3 separate regions of the Ovis aries genome follow, and regions 1 and 2 are each linked to region 3. Evidence: chromatin contacts called from public Hi-C data. All regions are on one chromosome and are shown on one strand. Each heading gives the region's core, a stretch centred on a gene start, on an enhancer-like site or on the middle of the called end of the contact. The rest is flanking DNA. Distances are from core to core; before and after follow the strand shown.

Region 1 (2,700 bases), core at 59-2,558, 580 kb after region 3:
CACACCCACCTGCAGGACGTGCTGCTGCCCCTCTGGCTCCATTCAATGGTTTCCACTTCTCTCTAGGATTTCACCTATTTGCATAGCTCAGCCTTCAAGAGTTTCTCTGCCTTTTGTCTGTCCTCCTCACTCCTGATGACTCAGCCACACAGCCTCTCCCGGAATTTATGACACCTCCTGTCTCAGTCTTTGTCCAACATTTTCCACCTGGGCTATTCTTATTTATCCCTCAGGCTGAGCTTGCATGCTCTGGCAGTGAGGTCTCAACCTAAATTACTCTCATGTGTCACCTTCCCTATAGGGACACACAACCGTTTGTGTTTTTATTGGTTTTCAGCTCCAGCTCCTTCCTTGAGTGGTAAGTTTCAGGAGAGTAAAGAAAGCATCTGTCTTGTTCACTGACATAAACCCCCAGCGCCAAGCCCAGGGCTCAGCTGGGATAGGAGAAAGACTCAGGTGAATACATGAGTGGGTTCGAGGAGGTTGATATTGTTACCACTGACAGGTTTAGTGATTTCCTGCTGCTGCACATCTGGGTTGGTGGTGCTCGTGGTAAAGAACCCGCCTACAAGAGATGCAGGTTCCATCCCTGGGGAAGAGATGCAGGTTCCATCCCTGGGGAAGAGATGCAGGTTCCATCGCTGGGGAAGATCCCTTGGAGGAGGGCATGGCAACCCACTCCAGTATTCTTGCCTGGAGAATCCCAGGGACAGAGGAATCATAAAAAGTCAGACACTACCGAAGTGACTTAGCACATACGCACACACATCTAGCAGGAAGACGTGCGGTCTAGGTGACTGCATCCCCTGGAAAATTGAAGGGCGGTGGGAAGGGAGGGGGAGCAGGCAGGTGAGAAGATTCTAGAGGGGTCGTTCTCAGACTCAGATCCCTCCTCGAGCGGGGCCGTGTAAGAATACGCGAGAAGCACATTCAATGCTTACACTTAACTGCAGAAAGTATTTTTGTTTTCATCATCCGGAGTGAGCAAGGGTCTCCCCTACAAGCATCCCTCTGTCTGGAGAAGGAGAGCAGACAATACAAGACTTCTCCTCTGAGAGCAGATTTGTGGGTTTGAAGGAAGCTCGCGGGTTTAATAGGCGACTGAGACAGTGCTTGAGGCCTCTCAGTTCCCTGGGAACCGCGAGCGCCAGGCTGCGGGGCGCAGGAACGTTGAGTTGTGGGGACCCAGCTGGTGGAAAAGGCTGCCCCGGGCCCGGCCAGGCGGACGCGCCGGGGGAGCGCACGGCAGAGGGCGCCCGAGAGCCGAGCCTGGCGTGCTCGGCAGGTGCGCCTGCGCCACCAGGTGACCCGACCAGCTCGCGCCGCGAGAGCGCCGGGACCCGCCCCTTCTCCCCCGCCTCCTCCACCCCGCCCGGATCTCCCCGTGCTTTTGTGTGAGAACGTGCTCAGAGACCCTCCGGCGATCCGAAAAACATCTGCTGGCCATTGTTACTGTTATTCCGGTGTGTAAGCGACAGGTGATCTTAAGAAAGCCGCCAAGGGCCTTTGGGATCAGAACAGGGCTGCGGGATGTGTTTGGGGAGCTGGTTTTTGTTTGTGGAGTGTGTTGTTTCCATGGGTAGTGGGTTTTGCTTGTTTTGTTTTAATGTATAGGTTAAAATTTGTCATTCTGGAAAAGTGCTTTTTTCCCCGAGTGACTTGACCCATCTCTGGCGATTTCCCTTCTCAAACGACTGATGGGAAAAGAACAATTGAAACAGGTCAAAATAAGAGAGAAACTTCCCAAGGGACTGTTTATCAGTCCCTTTGACCGATAAACTTTGACTCCCCCCTCCCCCCTTGCCCCTACTCCCTTACTGAAAATGAGATTCATTAAGTCAAAAAGGAATGTCAGAGCTGGAAGCCAGTGTTGAAATTAAACCACCTTCTCATTGTTAGGTAGATGGAACAGGAGGCCCAGAGGGGATAAAGGACTTGTCCAAGGTCACAGCGCCCTTGAGCATGGTGGGACTGAAGTTTTCATGGTGTGTGTGAAGCTTTCATTCTACATTTTATATCACTCAGAAAAGGAAGGGAAAGTGAAATGATTTTAACATCCTAGAATCCTGTCTCTTCAAGATGGTAGATGTTGGTATTTTTGCTATATAATTTTCCATAATTTTAAAGTTATATCAATCAGTTCAGCTCAGTCACTCAGTCGTGTCTGACTTTTTGCAACCCCATAGTCTGCAGCCTGCCAGCCTTCCCTGTCCATCACCAACTCACGGAGCTTACTCAAACTCATGTCCATCAAGTCAGTGATGCCATCCAACCATCTCATCCTCTATCATCCCCTTCTCCTGCCTTCAATCTTTCCTAGCATCAGGGTCTTTCCCAATGAGTCAGCTCTTCACATCAGGTGGCCAAAGTATTGGAGCTTCAGCTTCAGCATCAGCCCTTCCAATGAATATTCAGGACTGATTTCCTTTAGGATGGACTGGTTTGATCTCCTTGCAGTCCAAGGGACTCTCAAGAATCTTCTCCAGCACAATTTGAAAGTATCAATTCTTCAGCGCTCAGCTTTCTTTATGGTCCAACTTTCACATCCATACATGACTACTGGAAAAACCATAGCTTAGACTAGACAGACCTTTGTTGGCAAAGTAATGTCTCTGTTGTTTAATATGCTGTCTAGGTTGGTCATAGCTTTTCTTCCAAGGAGCAAGTGTCCTTTAATTTCATGACTGCACTCACCATCTG
Region 2 (2,752 bases), core at 231-2,730, 690 kb after region 3:
GAGGACAGCCTGGGAGACAGCCTTGGCCGCTGACCTTTGGCCTGTGAACCCCTGGGAGGCTGTGTGTCCTCCTGACTCGCCCCCAAACTTCCCTCTTCTCCCCATCTTACACCCCCAAGGGCCTCCTTTTCTCTCTCCACCCAGAGGAAATCGGCATTTTCTACCCCTTTCTCCAGAGGGATTTCTTCAGACTTTTGTCGTTCCCCCTCTACCTCACACCCACAGGGAGCTGCTGACCTGAGGGACTTTACTTTCCTCAGCCGCCTAGTCCAAACCGGCCCTTTCTGGTAAAACGTCAGCCATTCTCTCTTCCCCCCCAGGCTCCTCAGATAGTCTGATACGGAGCGGTCTCCTCTCTTGCATAAGGGACATTCCCAAAGCCAATGCAGGGCTGAGGTGGGGCGGGGCAGGGGGACACTAGCCTGACCTTTGGTCCCTGAGCAGCTTTGAGGCCAGAGGAGGTGGCTGCCTCCTCTTTCCTGGTAACCCCAGAGCTTTAATATTTAACAGCCAGTTTACCTGAGCCAATGAACCTTCTTTCACTCTACTGTCCACTTAACACTGCAAGGGTTTGACTCTCTTTTGCAAAAGTCTGAAGAAACTCACCAAGCCTTACAGCAAAAACAAGTAAATGTGTATACCCGGGATAAGCGACTAGGCTCAAACATCTCAAAACAGTTTGATAACAAAAAAGAAGTAGGCTCACAGATGAGAAAACTAGAGGTTACCAGTGGGGAGGGGAGGGGAGGCGGGAGGGGCATGATGGATGGGGGAGGGGAGGCTGAGACAATTGGGTCTAAGATCCGCTCGGGAATATATCATACAAGACTGAGACTACAGCCAATATTTTGTAATAACTAAATGGAAAGTAACCTTTAAAAATTGTGTTTAAAAATCCAAAACAGCCACAAGACCTCCCCTCCCCCCATTTTAAAAGAAATGTTTTTTGGCCACACTATGGCTTGTGGGACGAGTTTGAGTAAGCTCCAGGAGTTGGTGATGGACAGCGAAGGGGGTGTGCTGTAGTCCATGGGATCGCAAAGAGTCAGACATGACTGAGTGACTGAACTGAACTGAACTGAACTGATGGCTTGTGGGATCTTAGCTCCCCAATCAGGGTTCAAACCCAGGCCCTTCGCAGTGAAACCTGAGTCTTAACCACTGGACCACCAGGGAATTCCCTCCCCTATCTTTTTGATAAGCACACCTGAAATCCCTCCGTGGAGACTCTCAGTGTCCAACCCCAAAGCCTTACCTGACAATGGAAGACCATCAATAAAGGCAAAAAAGTGCTTCTCTAAATCTCCCAAGCCAGAGAACGGGCGCTTGGACCAAACTGCGGCTGCGATCAGAGGACATCTCTCGATGACGTTTCCGAACACATCCACAAATTCTCCGAAGCCCATGGAGTTGACCTTCTCAATGTCCATGGCGTGTGCTCCAGCGGCGGTGGCAGGACTGGGCTCTCCTCTGGGTGAGTGACTGACACGTCTCTGCTCGTCGAATTATATTTGCTGAATGCACAGGCTTGGTTTTTTTTTTTTTTTTTTTTTTTGCAACACCAGCTTGGCATGTTTTAAATGCCTCTGGGAAAAGCAGAGATCCAGAGTTCTTGTGCAATCAACAAACACAGGCTTAAGGTCTAATCCAGCGAGCAGAGATCTTGCAGAGGGGGAAACATGTCCAGCGAAACTCTTCCCACCATCCAAGCCGGCAGAGGCCATATTCAGCCTCAGCATTCAAGCCAGTTAGCCTTCTGGTGCCATTAACATTTTAGCCTGCCCGCTTACTGTATTTGTTTCATGACTGAAGAACTGACAGCAAAGAAGTCAAGGAACTTTGCTTTTCAAAGAGGGTAAGTCTGGTGCCAGAAGTACCATCATTACAGGCCATGTCTTCAAATACGGAGGAAGATAAATATGTATAGCAACACACACACACACACACACACACACAGAGCTTCCCTGGTAGCTCAGTTGGTAAAGAATCAACCCACAATGATACAGGAGATTGCCTGCAATGTAAGAGACACAGGTTCGATCCCTGGGTTGGGAAGCTTCCCTGGATATGGAAATGGCAACCCACTCCAGTATTCTTGCCTGGAGAATCCCACGGACAGAGGAGCCTGACAGGCTACGGTCCACGGGGTCGCAAAGGGTCAGAGGTGACTTAGTGACTAAACAACAATCATATGCATGTGTGTGTGTGTGTGTGTGTGTGTGTGGTGGGATGGCTAAGTTGTGTTCAACTCTTTGCAACCTCATAGACTGTAGCCTGACAGGCTCCTCTGTTTTATGACATTTCCCTTGCTCGAGTGGGTTGCCAACTCCTTCTCCAGGATCCTCCTGACCCAGGGATCGAACCCATGTCTCCTGCATTGGCAGGCGGGTTCTTTACCACTGAACCACCAGGGAAGCCGATATATATGATATGTATTGCCTATCATATACGTTGCATAGATATGTGAACACACACTGGATCCTGTATCATGTGTGAAGTTTTAGGCAGGCAGCCCAGTGTGGAGGGCCTGGTCCCAGGAGAGCTTGGATCCAGGCTCTGCCCCCTACTGGTTGGCATTCATCAAGTTATTAAACTTTTCTGAACTTCAGTTTCTTCGTCTGTAAAGTAGACATAATACAAGTATTTGCCTGATGGGATTTTTGCAAAGATAAAGCAAGTTAACTTAGCAGTGTTCCTGTTAACATCGCACTACAGAGGTGTCGGCTGATACAATGTTGACTGCACAAAGTCT
Region 3 (2,700 bases), core at 39-2,538:
GGATTACAGAGGGGGAGGGGCTGTGAGTGCAGCCTCCCCCTCACCACCCTCGGGTGGAGGGGCTCACGCGATGCACACAGGAGGACGCGCATCTGAACCAAGAGTCCCCTCTTGTTCTGCACAGACACCAACCCCAAGCAGAGCCAGATTTCCCAGCAACACAGAAGGGGCCCCAGCGTCACCCCTGTGACATCCCTGTACTTGCAGCAGGCCCAGGAGCTCCCTGGAGTGACCCAAAGGAAAGGGCAGCCCTGCCCAGCCCAGTGCAGCCTGGGCACCAACTTCAGAAAAAACACACAAATCAGCTCGGTTCAGATCTGGCCCTGAGCAGACCCCACGCGGAGGAAGGGAAGGAGTTTCAGGCCTTAAATAAGACGGGCAGTCTAGAGAAGGCCGCTGGCTCAAGGGCAGGGTCTAAGAGGTGGCCCAGTTAGGGGAGGCGGTGGGAAAGCAGGTGGTGGGGGCAGAGGCAGGCAGCATCGTGTGGACAGCACTGCACATGGGTGAGTTGGGGCTGGGGAGGCACAGGGCTTTTGTACCGAGTGACTGGGTCAGGGCCAGGTGTTCCTGTAAAACCTGACTCGTTCAGGGGAGGCCATCTGGGCAGGTGGCCCTGGGCCCCATCCCCACCCAACTTTCTTTGATTGCTGAGAACTTGGTTATGGTCATCAGGAAGCTGGGAGATGCTACCGGGAAAGTCAACTCACTTTCGCAACAGGTGCATCGACCATCTTCAGTAGGTCTCAGCAACTCTGAGGACAAACAGGAGGAGGAGGGGGGTTTCAAGAAGGAAAGAGGGTTTCAGAACAGGAAGCCCAATCTGGCCCAGCTGTTTGGACCCTGAGCAGAGGCCCCCCAGGGGCACAGCCGTGACTCATCCTGGCTTCTTCACCATCCAACTCGGAGGTTTCACCTCTTGGCCTGGCCTTCCTGTACCCCAGTTCTGTCTTGGGTTTTCTCCCCTAGGAGATGCTGGGTGCTCAGGGCCTGCAGTAGCTCAAGGGATGGGGTACCGGCTGCCCAAATGACCCAAGTTTCCCAGAAGAGGCCTGTGTCCTACATCCAGCAAGGGTGAGTTGGAGCCAAGTGGCCACCCATCAGTATGCAATCTAAACACCCACCAAGGCCCCTTGGCCTGTAATAAACCCAGCTGGATGCAAAAACAGGCCCGAGAGCCCAGGATACAGCCCTGCCCAGGTAATGATTAACGGGCCGCTCAGGGCCCTGGAGGTCACACTGATAATGAGAAAGTTTCCCCGAGCTATCTCAAGTGCAGAGGGCCCCGGGGAGGGGCCCTGCTGGCGCCCGACTCTGACTCCAGCTAACGCTTCCTGCCTCTCCAGGGTGTGCTCACTTCAATGACCCAACGTGGCCCTGCCCACAGGTACAGGGGCCTGACGTCAGGAGCCTGGGGACATGGCCCTGGTAAAGTCCACAGTGAGAACGCCAACAGGGGGCGTCCTCTAAGAGGTGGCTTTTCCCCGGACCCAATACAGATAAGCCCTTCCAAGATGAGAAGGCTGCGTGGCTTCTTATCTTTATGGCTTGCCGGTCCTGAGCCTTGGAAGGCCTCTCTCCAAGAGGAGTGAAACTCAGAAAGGATTTTCAGTTTTGTTTTTTTTTTTAAAGCACTTTGGCATCTTGCAATGAAATTCTCCAGCAACTTTCTTCTAAAGTTCCTGAACAACTTCAAATGCAGAACAAGTGAGGACAGCTAAAACCCTGATTTGGGTCTATCATGGCACTTTGCAGAGTGCAGGAGAATCCTTTCACTGGGGAGGCAAGGCCAAAAGAGAAGCAATAACAATAAAAAGGACTCTAAGAGACTTCTCTGGCAGTCTAGTAGCTAAGACTCCTTGCCCCCAATGCAGGGGGCCTGGGTTTCATCCCTGGTCAGGAAACTAGATCCCACATGCCACAGCTAAGAATTCTCAAGTGTGCGTGTGCTAAGTCACTTCAGTCGTGTCCAACTCTTTGTGACCCCGTGGACTGTAACCTGCCAGGCTCCTCTGTCCATGGGATTCTCCAGGCAAGAATACTGGAGTTGGTTGCCATGCCCTTCTCCAAGGATCTTCCTGAGCCAGGGATCAAAACTGCGTCTCTTTTTATCTCCTGCACTGGCAGGCGAGTTCTTTACCACTAGCATCGCTGGGAAGCCCAAGAGTTCTCATGCCGCAACTAAGACCCGGTGCAGTCAAATTAATTAATTATCTAAGATGAAGGGCCTACAAAGCCTCAGTGTTCTAGGAAATCACAATGTCAGCAGAGGACGAATGGGGTCTCCCAATCTGCAAACAGATGTGAAGACTCACTGGAGGGCATTGTCTGGATGAAGATGGCGCCATGAGCTGCCATCCCAGCTCTGGCTCCAGCACCTTCTATCGAACCTTCTGCTGGGGTCCTCATCCACCAACGGAGTCCCAGCTCAGAGACATTTCACCCTGTCAGTGCTTTACCTCCCACTCCACCAGCCCTTCTGAACTGACAGCAAGAGTCAGAGGCACCTTTCCTACTAAGGACAGAAGCTAGGAGACTCTTGGAACACTTTCCAGGCTCTCCTTGTGGAACAGGAGCCGTGTACTGTTCCTTGAAAAAGCTGATCCTGATTCCTGCCGGCACACCCGTCACCTGGCACTCCAGGCGGTCCCCGGATGTCATCAAATATTGACATCCTGTCCTGGTGAGCGGGCAGCCAGCTCT

Evidence for each region. A called contact is a pair of places that touch in the nucleus more often than the background predicts.
Region 1: a Hi-C map of mixed tissues shows a contact between it and region 3, with 7 times the contacts expected there. The contact joins two enhancer-like sites. A contact is called at or near these places in 13 of 16 Hi-C or Micro-C datasets (blood, hypothalamus, liver and 6 more).
Region 2: a Hi-C map of liver shows a contact between it and region 3, with 7 times the contacts expected there. The contact joins the promoter of URAD here to the enhancer-like site in region 3. A contact is called at or near these places in 8 of 16 Hi-C or Micro-C datasets (blood, liver, mixed tissues and 4 more).

The regions. Positions count from the first base shown.
Region 1 is chr10:32,452,974-32,455,673 of ARS-UI_Ramb_v3.0, reverse strand. No RefSeq gene overlaps it. Among named protein-coding and RNA genes, the nearest start is that of TRNAC-GCA, 18 kb to the right of the region's middle. Within about 2 kb of position 1,308, at least 5 of the 54 cell types and tissues checked have an H3K27ac peak or open chromatin away from gene starts, as enhancers often do. A contact at or near this core is called in liver, where this site is marked.
Region 2 is chr10:32,346,026-32,348,777 of ARS-UI_Ramb_v3.0, reverse strand. It overlaps URAD (ureidoimidazoline (2-oxo-4-hydroxy-4-carboxy-5-) decarboxylase), which reads right to left and starts at 1,480. Exons shown (of 2, transcript XM_015098158.4): 1 at 1,256-1,480. The coding sequence starts at 1,430.
Region 3 is chr10:33,036,914-33,039,613 of ARS-UI_Ramb_v3.0, reverse strand. No RefSeq gene overlaps it. Among named protein-coding and RNA genes, the nearest start is that of USP12, 99 kb to the right of the region's middle. Within about 2 kb of position 1,288, at least 8 of the 54 cell types and tissues checked have an H3K27ac peak or open chromatin away from gene starts, as enhancers often do. A contact at or near this core is called in liver, where this site is marked.